Regions from separate parts of the Mus musculus genome. Here region 2 is linked to region 1. Evidence: chromatin contacts called from public Hi-C data. All regions are on one chromosome and are shown on one strand. The core of a region is the stretch at or near the end of the contact, and the rest is flanking DNA. Distances in the headings are between cores, read along the strand shown.

Region 1 (4,515 bases), core at 768-3,267:
TCCCATAGGAGTGATCTTTTGCTTCTGATCAGACTAAAATTCACTAATGTAAATAGAAAAGATAAGTATAATCTAAGCCAGGAAACTTCACCAGTGGGTAATTTATTTCAAAATACATAGATTAGCTTGTATGTGTTCTATTTGAGGCAGCAGACTTAATTCTCAGAAGCCATGCTGCACAGTAGGTAACAGATGTGCCTGTGTTCGCAACATATTTGAGGAAAATCTACCAAGAAGTTCCACTCCAAAGCAACAAGAATTAGGAATTTTTACAAAACTTGGCGTTTGCCCTAAATTTGTGGTGATCCTCCTGCCCTAGCCTGCCAAGATCTGAGATTGTAGGCATGTACCACCACACTCTGGCATTCTTAATAAACCTACCTAAGTCCTTCTCCTACTGGAAGACTTGACCAGCTTTTTTACTGAAATCCTATCCCTTACAGTAGCTCTTCTGGATGCTTAGATTCCTCCTATATCTTACAGAACTAGATTTGACATTCTTAGATACTTATCACATTCATGTTGTCTTGTATTTGAGAAAATTTCAAAATACCTTACCTGTCTGATGAGACTGCAGAAAGCTGCTGGAGCTGGCAGCCTTTCCTTCCCCATCATCTTACCTCCCATCCTTTGCTCACCATTTTGTTCTCCCCACCTCTTTTTGATCTACTGTGTTTACACATAGCAAGGATTCAGTATGTCTAGAATAGAATGAAGTAAGCCTATGGGAGGGCTGAGATCATTGCTGTGGAAAATCCACTTTAAATAAACAAGAAAAGTATCCCTTATGGCATCCCAGATCCCAGAATACAAAGTAAAAAGCTAAAGTAGGGGTAACATATTTCATTCTTCTGTACCCATATCTTGGTTAATGCATATTTTGATTACTCCTATATATATATATATATACTGAAATTCTATCCCTATATATATATTTGACACTAGAGATCATTGGCATTGTAACAAGTCTTGAGCAGATCAGTTTTCCCATTGGTCTGTCTCTAGGTTTATAATATATCCCACTCCTGCTACAAATTTCTTTCTAGTTTGAATTAATATATTCACCAAAGTTTCTTAATAAGACTATTTTTCTATTTTTGAGCATTAAAAATTTAAAATCAAGATCTCAGAAATGTTTACTTCCAGAAGACCAACTAATCTCTCAAGCTCAGTATAAGAGTCCTTTGAGGCAGAAGGCCTTCACACACTCCCTAAACTACACCATACAGGTTATGTTCAAGCCTGAGACTGAACTTGCACTAGCCTTCATCTCTCTTATGGCTTAAGTGGAAACTTTGTTTGCTCTGATATGGAATGACTAGTCAGGGTTTGCAGATTTCCTCCTCCTCATCTTCCCATGTTGGTGTGGAAAGTGTTTGATGCTTCATGAAGTGTGGCGCTGGGCTTAGATACTGGGCTTACATTCCTTGGAACATCATCCTCAAGAACCTGAGGAACTGTCTATATTTTACATAAAACTGGCCCCATTTGACTGGAAATTCTCTAACCACTAGGAGGAAATGGAGGCCTATCTACACTTTCTGATCACAGGGACACTGAGGAAAACAAAGAATGGTGAACAGGAAGTTAAAAGGTGATTATAATTCAAAATATCTCTTAAGAAGTAGAGTATTTATTTCAGTGTCAATGTCACAGGCTTGTATATTTAGGAATGTTCTAGGCAGAGATCATTCTCTCCCTGACATTTACTATTAGAATCTACCGTATACTTAGAGAAATGTCCATTTAAATACTGAAACAAAAGTGCAGAGCTGGGGAAAGGCATCATACTGAAGGTTGTGTTGGTCTGGTATCTATAAAAGGGACCAGAAGGCACCTAGCTTCTTCTGCAAATGACTCAGTTAACAGTCTCAGTGTTATCTCAGACTCAAAGCTCAGTGCAACCACAAAACTAGAAGACAATTCTGTGTGACCCTATAATTAGAAAGGAGTGTTTCTTCTGCTAAATATGAAGCTTTGCAGGCACTATGTTCAGCCTGTTGAATAGCCTTGTATCATTAATGAGAAAGGAGAGAGAGAGAGAGAGAGAGAGAGAGAGGGAGAGAGAGAGAGAGAGAGAGAGAGAGAGAGAGAGAGAGAGAGAGAGAGAGAGAGAGAGGAGGGAGGAAAGGGGAAGGGAGGGAGAGAGAGATCTGCTCACCCACTTGAAAACGGAAATCTTCAATGTATTCAGAACAGCTTGCATATTTCACTCTGACAACTCACTACCATATTTTCCAACATGGTAGTGGTTTGGTAATCCTGAACTTTTTTAAACCTGCCTTTTCCCCTTTTCCCTTCATCATTTTTCTATTGTTACATCTCTCTCTCTTCTCTCTCTCTCTCTTCTCTCTCTCTCTCTCTCTCTCTCTCTCTCTCTCTCTCTCTCTCTCTCTCTCTCTCTCTCTCCTTCCCTCCCTTCCTCCCTCCCTCCCTTTCTTCCTCCCTCCCTCCCCCTCTTTCCCTCTTCCTCCCTCTTCTCCTTCACTGCTTTTTTGGGGGAGAGTAAATGAAGATTGGATTGGTTGTTTTCAGAAAACGGAGCTGGATCAATGCACAGATCAGTAGCATCCTCATTGGAGTGGCTGTCACATGAATTCTTTGGAGACTTCTGGAGAAAAGAGAAAGAAACTGAAACGGTAGGCTCCAAATTGTTAATGAATAATTAGCTCTGATATGCCTTTCACCCTTGATATCTAGAATTGGACAGTTGGCACCAGGTTCTAGCTAATCTGTCAGATCTAAATAGTTATGAATATAATGAATTTGGACCATCCACAAAGGTCATTTTCTTGGAATTTGCACAAGCAAAAATAATTATATGATTGTCTGCTTCAGGTGGGAAGAAGAATATAGCTTCAAACTTGGTAAAATGTAAGTTTGAAATGGAATATTTCTTTGTGTAATAATGTATTTAGCACAACTGATACCAGACAAAATAGGACTATAAATATTTGTAATTTAACCTAGCTTGCATTAAGAAAGATTACTTGCAGAAACATACGGGGATATTTTCATCTATATTTTGCTATAATATTTTGGTGATGTTTTTTCTTAAACTGTTGAAAGATAAAAAATAGTTGATTCATTGCCTCTTTCAAAATGCTTTCGAAAATGATAAGTACAGTATCTCAAGATGTTAAGCAGCATGAATTCATTCTCCTCTCTGTGTGAGTTACATATTTTTATTGTAGAAGTAAAGTATAGTTATAAGTAACTTTAGAGAGATTCTACTATCAAAAGAGCAGTCTAGAAGAAAAGATGTATTTATAAAGTGAGAGGAGGAAAATAAGAAACACAAACAGGCACAGCTTTTCTGCTTCTTTTAGATAAACTATACTTATCAGAGCAACACTAGTACAATAAAAACAACAAAAAGGGTTTAATTTATATTTCTGATCAGTATAATTGAATTAACTTGTTTTCTACAAAATGTAAGTGCGTTGCTTATAAATTTTTTTGTTTATTTTTTTCTTGATTGGAAATATAAAGAAAGATGCCTTGTGACTTTAGACAAATATGAAGCTATCACTGGTATACAACTATTAGGAGCTGTATCCAGAGATTTAAAAATAAATAAATAAAAGGTGAATTCCTATCTGAGGTGAGGGAAGGGATGCAGAGGAATGTGGAATATGACCAAGGATTGGACCCCAAATAGGTATCTGCTTGCTTTGCTGTAAAGATTGAGGTTCTTTGATTTGCTTTTATACTGGTGTGATCTTCCATGGAAGTAAAGTTATAATGTTATTGAACAAGCAAAAGTGGCTACTTCAGAGAGCTTTAGTCATTCAGCCGAGAATATTTCTTTCCTCCAGCTTTTGTAAACTTCAGCTATTCAGGAAATGCATCCATCTTATAGAAATAATTGAAACTCGTTAGCCTAAGCAGACATTATGCTAGCCACATTGCTGAATATTCATAAAAGCCGTTCTCTGAGAAGTTTGTGTTCATTGCAGAAATTTCATTTTGCTCTTGAGTAAACATGTTCTTCCTTTTTCTGTTTGCAGTAATCTTATTATGGTAAATGCATCAAATGCATTTATTCTGGTGGGGGACAGTGCAATATGGTGCTGGGTATTGTACTGGCAGAAAAAAACTCTCAAGAAACAAAAATGAGACACTACCTGTTCCAAAATGCTTACTTTTACCAGAAGACTCATGAATTTAACTCTCTTTCTGCTGGGCAGCTGAAATTGATGGGAGAAAATAGTATGTATTTTCTCTTTTGCTGATATTGTGCTCTCTCTTCTCATATCAATCAGATTACAAAAAGCAGAAATAGAATTTAACTCCTTTCTGTGACTACTATGCAGTCCTGTGAAATGGAGTGCAAACCATCCAATCTCTCTTACCTATTAAAATGTATTTCCAGCCAGGTGTGGTGGCGCACACCTTTAATCCTAGCACTCGGGAGGCAGAGGCAGGCGGATTTCTGAGTTCGAGGCCAGCCTGGTCTACAAAGTGAGTTCCAAGACAACCAGAGTTATACAGAGAAACCCTGTCTCTAAAAAA
Region 2 (4,515 bases), core at 1,472-3,971, 150 kb after region 1:
CTGATGAATTCTCAAAAGAAAGATCCAAAACAAAAAGGAAGCAATTAATTATAGGGCATGGAGCTGCAAGGCGTGCCATTTTAAATTTGCATGTCACAACATACTCCTCGGCCACATTACATCTCGACGATAGAATTAGTGAAGTCAGGCAATCTCAGCCCTGATAACCCAAGCTGATATTAAACAATTATTTTCGTTGGCCTTCCATTGGAGTTTTTCATGAAATTGCTATAATACTTGGATATTTAACTGCCCTTATATTAAATTTGGTAAAAAAAAATGCTTGTTAATATGGAATAAGCATGGGTAGAAAATCATTTGATAATTTTGTTTTCAAAATAAAGATTTTTTTTTAATTTAGAGGTCAAAATTTGAGATTCATATTTTTAATAAAATTTATTTAAGCTTATTTCATCAGTTAGATTCTACACATACTGAAATGTCTTAATTATTTTCCTTAAAAGTCTATATAATACTGAACACTACAGAAACTGAACTTTAAATTTTGATTGGAAACTACTGTCATAGAACTGTGGGATCTCAGGAGACATTTTGTATAATTAAATTTAGGTGCGGAAATATGAAATGACTTGCTAAAAGGCACATAATAGCTTAATTTGAAATTCTCTGAGCAATGAAATTTTTTGTTATTGAGACAGAAGAACAATTTGAACTGTAATTTCATATCTCTTTTCCAATAATTCAGGAAGTTTATTGTTTAGTATGGCTAAAGTATGAGGGTCTCGGTTTCACTAGAGGTCCCTATTTAGGAGGAACAAGGATTTCTTTTGTTTTCGTTTAACTTTGTGAGATTCGGTGTAGTTGAACGAATTGATTATCATAGCTAATTTCTTTTTGAAGTGTATTTTAAAAGTTACTGTATATCACTTGCCAATATCAGTCCAATGTGTTCATTCTCTGTTGATCAGACCTAATCCATATATCGCAAAGTAATGTGTCATGTTTTACTGACAAAGGGGGCCAGGACAGGATTCTATTGCCGCTTCTCTGAAACCTAACAAAAAATATAATCAAGTGAAAGGTTTGTTTTTATTTAGTCCCCATCACACCACAGGACTGGCAGAAGTATTACATATTAATTGAATCTTTCTACAAGTCATGAAGTTTTTGGTGGCGAGGGGAAAAAAGGATTACTGTGTGGCTATTTTTAACAACTGGCATCTCCTTAGACCTCCCCTCAAATCTGGCCGTGTTTCATTTACAAAGTTAGTAGGAAGACAACTACATATTTTTGACCTTGTGTCATTTAATTAAAACCTCAACAATGCAAGGGGGGTGTTACTTTTGAGTTCTAAAATGTGTGATACACAAAAGCTAGTTTGATTGCAGTTAAATATCGGAAGTTTCCATGATGAAAGTTCTGCGGCAGCGCACATTGGCATTCCAAATTGTATGCATAATTATGTTTTACTATATGCATTCAGATGTCACTCAAAGCACTTTTCAAATATCCAGTCTGAACCTAGAAGAGAAAACTCTCTAAAGACACCAGGACAAGTTAAGGCAGATCGAGCTCCAGTACTGCAGATTCCACAGAAGTAGAAGAAAATATTATCACTTTTTCAAACTAAGATTTAACTGAGGAAAAAGAGTTTATCGACACTACAAACATGGTTGGCATTAAAAGGAAATATAAATTTGTCTAGATGAACAACCTAGGAAGAGAGAACTTCTCCAGTGCCTGGAAAATGAATTGTTTAAATAGCAACATGGATATGCTTCACATGGCTATATGAGGGATATTGCTAAAAAAATAATAAAAAGTAAAAAATAATAACAACCAAAACAATAAGATCTCAAATTTTATTTTTAAACGTGATTTATCAAGAATTAAAACCAATATATGTTTTAATAGCTCCATTATCTAACCCTTAACACTAACTAAAATTGTGTGTGTGGGGGGGTGGTGTGCGCGCGCGCGTGCACAGACACACACGCGCGCGCGCGCGCGCTCATGCGCGTGCAGAAACACACTTTCCCCAGAACATACAGTTTGGAGTTCAGGCTGCCCCTTGCCTCCATTCAACCGCCACAAAAGCAGTCCTACAAAGACAGAGATTCATATAACTTTACCCATGTCAAAAATAAAGAACAGTTAAGTCTCTTGCCCTTGTTCACTCCGTGTGGCTGCTCGGCCCCTGTAGCTATAATTGCTTCTCTGGATAATTCCATAACCCATTTCTCAGAACAAATGACATGCAGGAATTTCTTCAAACTCCTTCCAACAACTTCCCTGGGGTAGGTGGTGTTAAGCGATAGAATCGCATGGATGCAGAGGGAATAAGTTGAAGCAGAGTAAAAGGTGACCCACTCAACTCAATGCAGATTGGCCTGCCTGGAACTCCGCTGCAGGGCAGCCAACAGTTTACTCTCTGCACCTGCATATTCCCCCTTTTCTCTCCATCCCCAAACCCCAGAAGACAGAGGTGGGCCCAGTGGGAACTACCTTGCCAGTCAGGATTTGAGCTCGGACAGTGCGACTGACGAGCGCCTCTACATCTTGCCGCGCCTCCTCCTTTTGCACCGCCGTAGGGGTGTTGAAGGCGATCTTCACCATGGTGAATCTTCGGGCTGCGCGGTAAGGCGCGGCTCGAATCAGTATCTTGGGCTGCAGGTTGAAAGAGGAGAGGATCGCGCTTGCTTGAGCAGCACTTAGTGTCTCCTCTCCCAGTCTTCCACAGGCAGCAGCGAGCTCAGGTCTGGGCTTACTTATGACGCAGTCCCAGGCTGGGTGGGAGAGGGTGGGCGGGGCCAGGGAGGTGCTGAGGGAGGAGCGGGAGGGGGCCCGAGCTCTGCAGTGCAACCGAGTGGGGGTGGGTAGCTGCTTAGTTGGAAAGAGAGGGGAACTGGAGCTGATGGCCGGCTTAGGGTAGACATGCCTCACCTGCACCCCAGGCATGCTCCTACTGCCTTCTGCACCCTCAGATAAGAGCAAGGCAGGAAGGAAGCTTGCCTGTCGTGTCTTTCTGCTTCTGTCTGGACCACAATAGCCCCTGACTCTGTTTTCCCAAACTTGGGCCTGGCCCCCCGCGGGGCCAGGGACTGTAACTTGGAGCCAACCCAAGGTTTCTGAGTTCTGCAACCCACCCAGGCCAGAAAGCACAGTTCCCTGACTGTTCTACACCTTTAGACTATCTTCCGTTTAAAGAACACCCAGAAGTCAGTTTGTAGTTGCTTGTTTCATAGTCCAACATTGTTTTTCCTTTCATGCTTTTTGTTTTCTTTTATAATTTTATTTTTCCAACTTAAAGCAATGTTAGATGAGGAAGACGGGGCTTTTGTCTCCCTAACTCCTCATTTTGCAGACAGGACATGATAAGATCCAGAGAAGGGAGGGTAGAAAGCTCTTTCCTAATGAATCAGTGAAATAACCCAGATTTCTTTCTCCCTGATCGGGATAGCCAGAGTAAGGTCTCAGCCCAGAGCCTGTTTCTCTTCAGCCACCAGCTGTGTAACCAGCGGGGGGTGGGTAGGGGGAAGCAGGGGTGTGTGTACCTATGTGTTCAGGGATGTAGGGCATACACAATATAACCAGATGCTGGTGTGGCTCTCATAGGAAAACTATCTGACGGACTGGCTTACAAAGCATTGTGAAGATTTACATGGATATCCGTCTAGTAGAGTTAAAGTGTTTCTTCAGTCAGCTCTCTTAAACTGGTGACATAAAGAGCCTAACTAATGAAATTCAAGCTGTGGTGGCTGGTGATTTAGAGTTGGTGGTAGAGAGTTTATAAATAGTCTTGCTACATAAAACAGAATAGAGGTCTGTTGTATGAAGGGAGCAATACAAAACAAAGCCCCAACAAAACAAAACAAAACACCGTTTTACTAGAGAATTCCCCACCTACTCATCAACTTAACTGAACAGACTTGAATATGCTGAGTTGCTTCCCTTCTGTCCAAGAAATTCTAACTTGGAGTTTTTCCCATGGAGATTGTTTTGCCTCTAAAGCCCTCTCCTGTCTTGACTGTGGGGGCTTTGCAAAGACAGAGTTCATATTCTCTGATAGGTCACAGATGGGAAGGTGGATGGAGAGGAACAGTAAGGAGCTTGTGCCTTGCACAGGGTCAGGACCTTAGAAGCAGGATGTCAGAGTTTACTTAGAAATACTGGCATCTTTTGCTCTTTCACTTTTTACCTAAGTCTGACTATCATAATTCAACATTTGTCAGGCAATCCTTAGTTTTGGCATAGAAAACCTCAGTTTTCCCGGTATGTTTCTCTTTTCAGTTGCCCTCTGTTGGGATTCACCTTTATGACCACTTAGTTAGGATCTGTACTACACTGACCCACACCACCTGCATCACTGAATGCATACCTATTTCCACACACTTACCTACTAAATGCAAGCAGCTGATCAGATAACAAGATGCTATTTTCTGTCCTGAAATGCGGTAAGGCAGGAGGAGCAGGAATTTTTTTTTCCATTTGTTCAAAGAAGAGACCCAAACTCTGATAACTACCAAAGAGAACGTTTGGTCACTTGCTTGGTA

The links. A called contact is a pair of places that touch in the nucleus more often than the background predicts.
Region 2: a contact with region 1 is called in a Hi-C map of B cells, with 15 read pairs. The contact joins the promoter of Itm2a here to the promoter of Gpr174 in region 1. A contact is called at or near these places in 1 of 39 promoter capture datasets (pre-B cells), 2 of 484 Hi-C or Micro-C datasets (B cells and LSK cells), 1 of 115 datasets of contacts at active chromatin or transcription factors (memory CD8 T cells) and 1 of 9 other capture datasets (liver).

The regions. Positions count from the first base shown.
Region 1 is chrX:107,253,861-107,258,375 of GRCm38.p6, forward strand. Gpr174 (G protein-coupled receptor 174) reads left to right here and starts at 2,018. Exons shown (of 5, transcript NM_001358747.1): 1 at 2,018-2,256; 2 at 2,536-2,639.
Region 2 is chrX:107,400,639-107,405,153 of GRCm38.p6, forward strand. Itm2a (integral membrane protein 2A) reads right to left here and starts at 2,722. Exons shown (of 6, transcript NM_008409.2): 1 at 2,468-2,722. The coding sequence starts at 2,578.